2 separate regions of the Mus musculus genome follow, and region 2 is linked to region 1. The links are chromatin contacts, called in public HiChIP or PLAC-seq maps. All regions are on one chromosome and are shown on one strand. Each heading gives the region's core, a stretch centred on a gene start, on an enhancer-like site or on the middle of the called end of the contact. The rest is flanking DNA. Distances are from core to core; before and after follow the strand shown. Region 1 has its middle 33 kb from the start of Gm11544. Region 2 holds the start of Col1a1 (collagen, type I, alpha 1).

Evidence for each region. HiChIP or PLAC-seq counts read pairs in DNA pulled down with a chosen protein or histone mark.
Region 2: a contact with region 1 is called in an H3K27ac HiChIP or PLAC-seq map of embryonic fibroblasts, with 53 read pairs. The contact joins the promoter of Col1a1 here to the enhancer-like site in region 1. A contact is called at or near these places in 15 of 39 promoter capture datasets (the 3T3-L1 cell line, 3T3-L1-derived adipocytes, HPC-7-derived erythroid cells and 8 more), 5 of 15 datasets of contacts at CTCF or cohesin (CD8 T cells, the NIH/3T3 cell line and embryonic stem cells), 105 of 484 Hi-C or Micro-C datasets (the 63-12 cell line, 8-cell embryo, the AML12 cell line and 64 more), 31 of 115 datasets of contacts at active chromatin or transcription factors (the NIH/3T3 cell line, acute myeloid leukemia, cardiomyocytes and 19 more) and 6 of 9 other capture datasets (adipose tissue, embryonic stem cells, embryonic tail and 3 more).

What each region holds. Positions count from the first base shown.
Region 1 is chr11:94,880,930-94,883,629 of GRCm38.p6, forward strand. It overlaps A430060F13Rik. Among named protein-coding and RNA genes, the nearest start is that of Gm11544, 33 kb to the left of the region's middle. RefSeq lists an enhancer at 1-2,700. Within about 2 kb of position 1,357, at least 112 of the 459 cell types and tissues checked have an H3K27ac peak or open chromatin away from gene starts, as enhancers often do. A contact at or near this core is called in 3T3-L1-derived adipocytes, the C3H10T1/2 cell line, the MC3T3-E1 cell line and 24 more, where this site is marked.
Region 2 is chr11:94,934,764-94,937,481 of GRCm38.p6, forward strand. Col1a1 (collagen, type I, alpha 1) reads left to right here and starts at 1,461. Exons shown (of 51, transcript NM_007742.4): 1 at 1,461-1,681. The coding sequence starts at 1,606.

The sequences.
Region 1 (2,700 bases), core at 107-2,606:
CCTGTCACACCACCCCTTAGACCTCGGCCTCCATTAAATGGTGTGAAGACGGAATGAGTCATACAAAGGACCAGAGAGACGCCAGGCTGAATGCCTGGGAGTTAGATCGCCCTCCCAAGGCTCTTCCAGGGGATACAAAGGCAGTGGGGAGCTGGAGGCCAGTCAGCTTCCAGGAAAGAGGCTGGAAGCTGGGGGTCCAAGACCTCAGCAACTGCCCCCTCCCTCCCCTGCTAGAGGAAAGGGTGAGCTCACAAGCGGGCCCAGGCACAGCCAGCGAGTAGGAGACATAATTAAAATGCCAGAGGTTAGGAGGTGAAGTTACAACGGAAAGAATGAAGGGCCAGCATGCTGCGGCGGCGGCGGCAGGGGCCAGCATGCGGCGGCGGCGGCAGCTTCTCCCACCCGCTCCCTCCCTCTGCCAAGCTCACATTCGATTTTTATTTCGGGAGCCGCCAGCACAGCACTTGGGAGGGAGCAAAGAAACCACTCAATGCTCTCACCCTGCCACGTCTGGAGCTGGGGCTAGGCAGGGGAAGAGCTTCGGGAAGGACCAGCAGGTCCCCACCCCAAGTCTTAGCCAACCTCAGGAATGGGGCGCCAGGGGAATGTGGCACCTGGGCAAAAAGTGGGGCTTAGAAAGCAAGAATATCCAGACCTAGGAGAACGAAGGCTGATCCCTGCCAGTTCTCTTGAACCTTTCCTGGGTCACTTCAGCTCTTGGGGATGAACTCAGAATCCTCCTGCAGGGGAAACATTCAGCTCGTTGGGTCCTTGCTTTGACTTGGCCACGTGTATGCATGGAAGGCTCCTAAGCCTGGTCTTGGTTCTTGTGGCTCCCAGTGTGACCCGGGAAAGTTACTGCTCTTCTCTGGACCTTAGTCTCCTCTGCCATAGGAAGAGTTAGTAAGATGAACAGTTTTGAACAGAGCTCTGCAAAGGTCTGGTCTTGCCTTCCAGGCCATCTTCTTCTGAGCACATTTTGTGTCTACTTTCTAGGGAGATAGGAAGATGAGGGCTAAGGCTGAGCGGCCCTTGAAGAGCACAGAGCCCTTCCTGCAGACAGGAGCTGGGGGCCAGCTCTGTGTTCTTTGCTCTCAGTTTTCTCCTCAACCCATAATGCAGTCCAGATGCTGCCTCATCAGAAAGCCGAAGCAGCAGATTCCAGGGAAAGCGGTTGGGCTCCTCTCTGCAGCAGGCTGGGGAGGGGGCTGGGGCAGGCCACGGAGAAAATGGAGCATGTGGGAGGGGTGCTGCCTCTCCCCCCCCCCCCAGGAGGGCATATGGAAGAGATCTCTGAGACACCTCACTACCAAATAAGGGGCTGAGGACAGCACAGACATAGAAAGGAGTGGCCAGGCTAAGAAGAGTGTGTCTGCTGAGCTCCTTGGAGGTGCCCTCCCTGACTGCTCCGCCAGAGCCTTGTTGGTAGGGGGAAGGGTCCCAAGCATCCGTTTTGGGAAACAGTCCCGGTATCTGGGTTCAAACTCTTGCTTCGCCTGAGGGAGACTTAATAGCAGTTGATGGGGCATAGTTGATGGGACTTCGAGAACCTCAATCACCCACCCCATCCATAAAATGGGTTGCTTAATGCTACTCTTGGGATGGCTGTGACTGTGACACACAGCAGCCTCACTGTTAGGCAGGATTCCTGCAATAAGGAGAAAACTTCATTGTCTACCCCTGGTTTCCCCCCCCCCCCCCCCCCCGGTACAGTTTCTCTGAGGACTCCTGGGAGAAGTCAAGCCTCCTTTGAGAGATCGTCCTCCCTCCCGATTGAGTATAAAGAGGGAGGGTGCTCTGGCAAAGGCTGACCCTGGTGCCTCCCTCCTCCCTGGCTGGCCCTCCCCCTCAGGACTCCTGGCTAGGCTCAATCCGGGGCCAAAGAGCCACGTTGAAGAAGCAGAGGGTGCAGGGCAGGGGCTTCACCGGGAGGGGGGAAGTCTCTCCCCAGCCAGGCCCCGCCCGCTCTCGTCTTCCCAGCCAGGACAGCCTCCAAGCCACGCTATGCTCTCCTCTGCCTCAGATGCACGGAGGGGAGCGCCTCGATTTTTTTTTCCACCAGTAGAGCCAAAAGTAAAATGAGAACCAAATCCACCCTGAAGCTGCTGGGCCCCCTACCTATCCCTGTGGTGAATGGAGGGAGGGTGAGGGACTGCAGTCCTGTCCCCACCCCATTCGATGCCAGGACCCCCCACCCCCCAGGGGCAGATGGCTCAGGCAAGAGGGACCTCGCAAGAGGGACCTCGGCTGCCTCACCCTCACTGTGGCGTGGAAATTGGGGGCGGCTGACGTATGACTCCCCACCCCTGGTCCCCAGGAAGAGAAAGCCCCACCCCACTGCCCCACTCTGTCTCCAGGCTGGGGCTTCACTGTCTGAGTCCCGACTGAAGGGATGAGATCTCTGAGGTCTCTTCCTCTAACTGGCCCCTGTCCATTCCTGTACCTCCTTTTTACAGAGTCCTTTTCCACACAAAGTCCTTTCCCTTGACCAGCCCTGCCTTCCCCGCCTTGCGCGCTTGCTTTCTTGGTTCATCTCATTGTTGGGCCCCCAGGCAGAGAGGCCTTGTTTCTAGCCATTCTCGCAAACAAACGCCTGGGGTGTTGGGGTGGTGAGCAGCAGCCTCCCTTCCGGAATTTTGCCACTTGATCCACCTGAGCATATTCCTTCGCTAGTGGCTAGTGAGTGTTCCTGGCACAAGA
Region 2 (2,718 bases), core at 211-2,710, 54 kb after region 1:
GTGAAGGGGGGGGGGGGAGCAATGGAATCTTGGATGGTTTGGAGGAGGCGGGACTCCCTGCTTCCACGTTTACAGCTCTAAAGAAGCCGGTGGGGGAAGTGATACAGGATGTCTATGGGCCCTGCAAGGAGACCCCAGTGCCTTCCCACACCACCCACACAGTTTGACAAGATGAAGTTCCTAAGCAGATTGGACAGAGCACCTTTGCAGGGTGCAGGGAGCACCGGGGAAGAACGGACACTGTCTTTTAGCGACAACTTTAAATATAAGCTGCTGTTCTTGGGGGACTACAGATGACCCTTTCCTGACGGCAGAGGTGGGGAGCAATGGCCAAGATTTTCAGCAAAGAAGTGAGGACATGGGAAGAAACCATTAAATAAAGTCCCTCAGCTACCAAACACAAGTTTCTGCCACACACTGAGTTCACCTAGGTGTCCCCAGACCACATCCAAGTACAATTAGAAAAGAGGGCTCTCTGTAGCTTTGAGAACACCCCTCTATGGCCAAGTACCTTCTACCTGTTCATTCTGCATTGATATTGCTACATAAGAGGGCCTCTAACAAATCTCTGGCTGTGGCCACAGCTGACACAAGACCTTTTTCTAAAACATCCCTGGTCACAGGCTTCCTGCAACAAACTCACATCCCAGTGCTGGGATGGAGGAGGTCAGAGAAGAATTTATACAACATGCCCCAGGCCCCAGCTTTGAGGACCCAGAAAGCCCCCTGCCCACACTGCTGCTCATCACTTAATGCATAAGCATTCTTCTGGAAGGACAAGGATGTCAAAGGTCTCCCCAAGCCTCAGCCTCAGAGCTGTTATTTATTAGAAAGGTGTGTCTGGCATGGCAGAACAGATAGGCACCCCCTTCCTTTCAAACCACCACATATCTGACTCTTAGTATCTGTGAAGAGATGTATAACTGTTCACAAATATTCCTACCCTCCATTCCTGGGTCCACACCATGAGGTGATCCCCTCCCTCCAACAGGCACATCTGCTTAGCTGATAGGTTCTAATCAGATTAATCTAACTTATTCCTTAGTTCTTCCCCAGGATGCCTGAAAGATTACTAGGCATGGCCAGGAGGACCTTTTCCCAATTATTCCTGACACTGATCCCTTTGTAGTGTTTCCCAACTCAGATTCTCAGTTCTACATCCTTCTGATTTGAAGTCCCAGAAAGAAAGTACAAGGGGTATTCTCTACCCACACTCAGTATACTGAGGGCCCAGCCACACTCCAGTGACAGCACCTCTGGCCCATGTAGATCTGGGGGGCAAGGGCGGCAGAGTTGCGGGAGGGGGGGCGCTGGGTGGACTCCTTTCCCTTCCTTTCCCTCCTCCCCCCTCTTCGTTCCAAATTGGGGGCCGGGCCAGGCAGTTCTGATTGGCTGGGGGCCGGGCTGCTGGCTCCCCCTCTCCGAGAGGCAGGGTTCCTCCCAGCTCTCCATCAAGATGGTATAAAAGGGGCCCAGGCCAGTCGTCGGAGCAGACGGGAGTTTCTCCTCGGGACGGAGCAGGAGGCACGCGGAGTGAGGCCACGCATGAGCCGAAGCTAACCCCCCACCCCAGCCGCAAAGAGTCTACATGTCTAGGGTCTAGACATGTTCAGCTTTGTGGACCTCCGGCTCCTGCTCCTCTTAGGGGCCACTGCCCTCCTGACGCATGGCCAAGAAGACAGTAAGTTCCAAACTCTGGGGAGTTTACTACAGCTTCTTGGTATTGCGTTCTGTATAGAGGGGTCCTAGCAGATAAGACTTAAATGGAGGTGCAGGGCTGCTCCAGAGGCAGGGATGGGACGGTGATGGAGAGGAAACGGGATGAGAGAGGTCACCCTGTTGAGCAGATGAGGGGGAGCAGTTCTCAGAAGTGGAGCCTTGCATGAGATGGCCCAGGAAGAAATTTCAAGCACCCATCTGTAGCACAACAGGAAAAGTGGGAATCTGGACACGGGTTGGGGCAGAGTACGTCGAAAATGAAATAAGGCCTCTGGAATAGAGATTCGGAGCTCAAGATGTAAAAGCTATCAAAAAGGCTGCGGGATGATTCATAAGGAAAGATTGTTTGCCCTCTCTGCAGGCTAGACAGTGTTGCTGGGGCCTCCGGGGTGCTGGGCTCTCGGGGGGGGGGGAGGGGACGCACGGAGAGGGCGGGTTGCTGGATGAGAAAGTTTGGCTAGGACTTGACTGGGCGCGGTCCCTGTGCCTCCTGCTGGCCAGCCGAGAGCACTACGAGTCCTGGTACAGCACTTTACAGCGCACAGGCTGAGAAGGAAAACCTGGGTTATTGCGGACCCTCATCTCCAGACTAGGAAAATAAAAGCAGGGATGGATGGGGTAGCTCTGGTCTTTGAAAGAAGTGACCCAGGCCGAGTAAAAGTCGGTCCGCCCCTGCATTGCTTAGTTTTGCCCGCCACCTAGTGGTTGCCTTGATCAGGTCCTGGAGCGGTGGGCGTGGTTAACTCATCATTACTATTTGTAGACTTGACTTCTTTGGCTAAGGAGATTCCAAAGCACTACTGGCTTTGAAGGACCCGGCTTGTCTAGTTAGCAAGTTTTCAAGATTCCTGGGAGCTGGAAATTGGGATGTATCTAACTTTAGGGATACATTTTACTACACTGGACAGGGCTCCACTGAAATCAGCCCCTCCACATTGTAGCCCCGCCCATTCCGCCCCACCTGCCCCGGGAAAGGAGGTGGGACCAGGGCTGAATTTC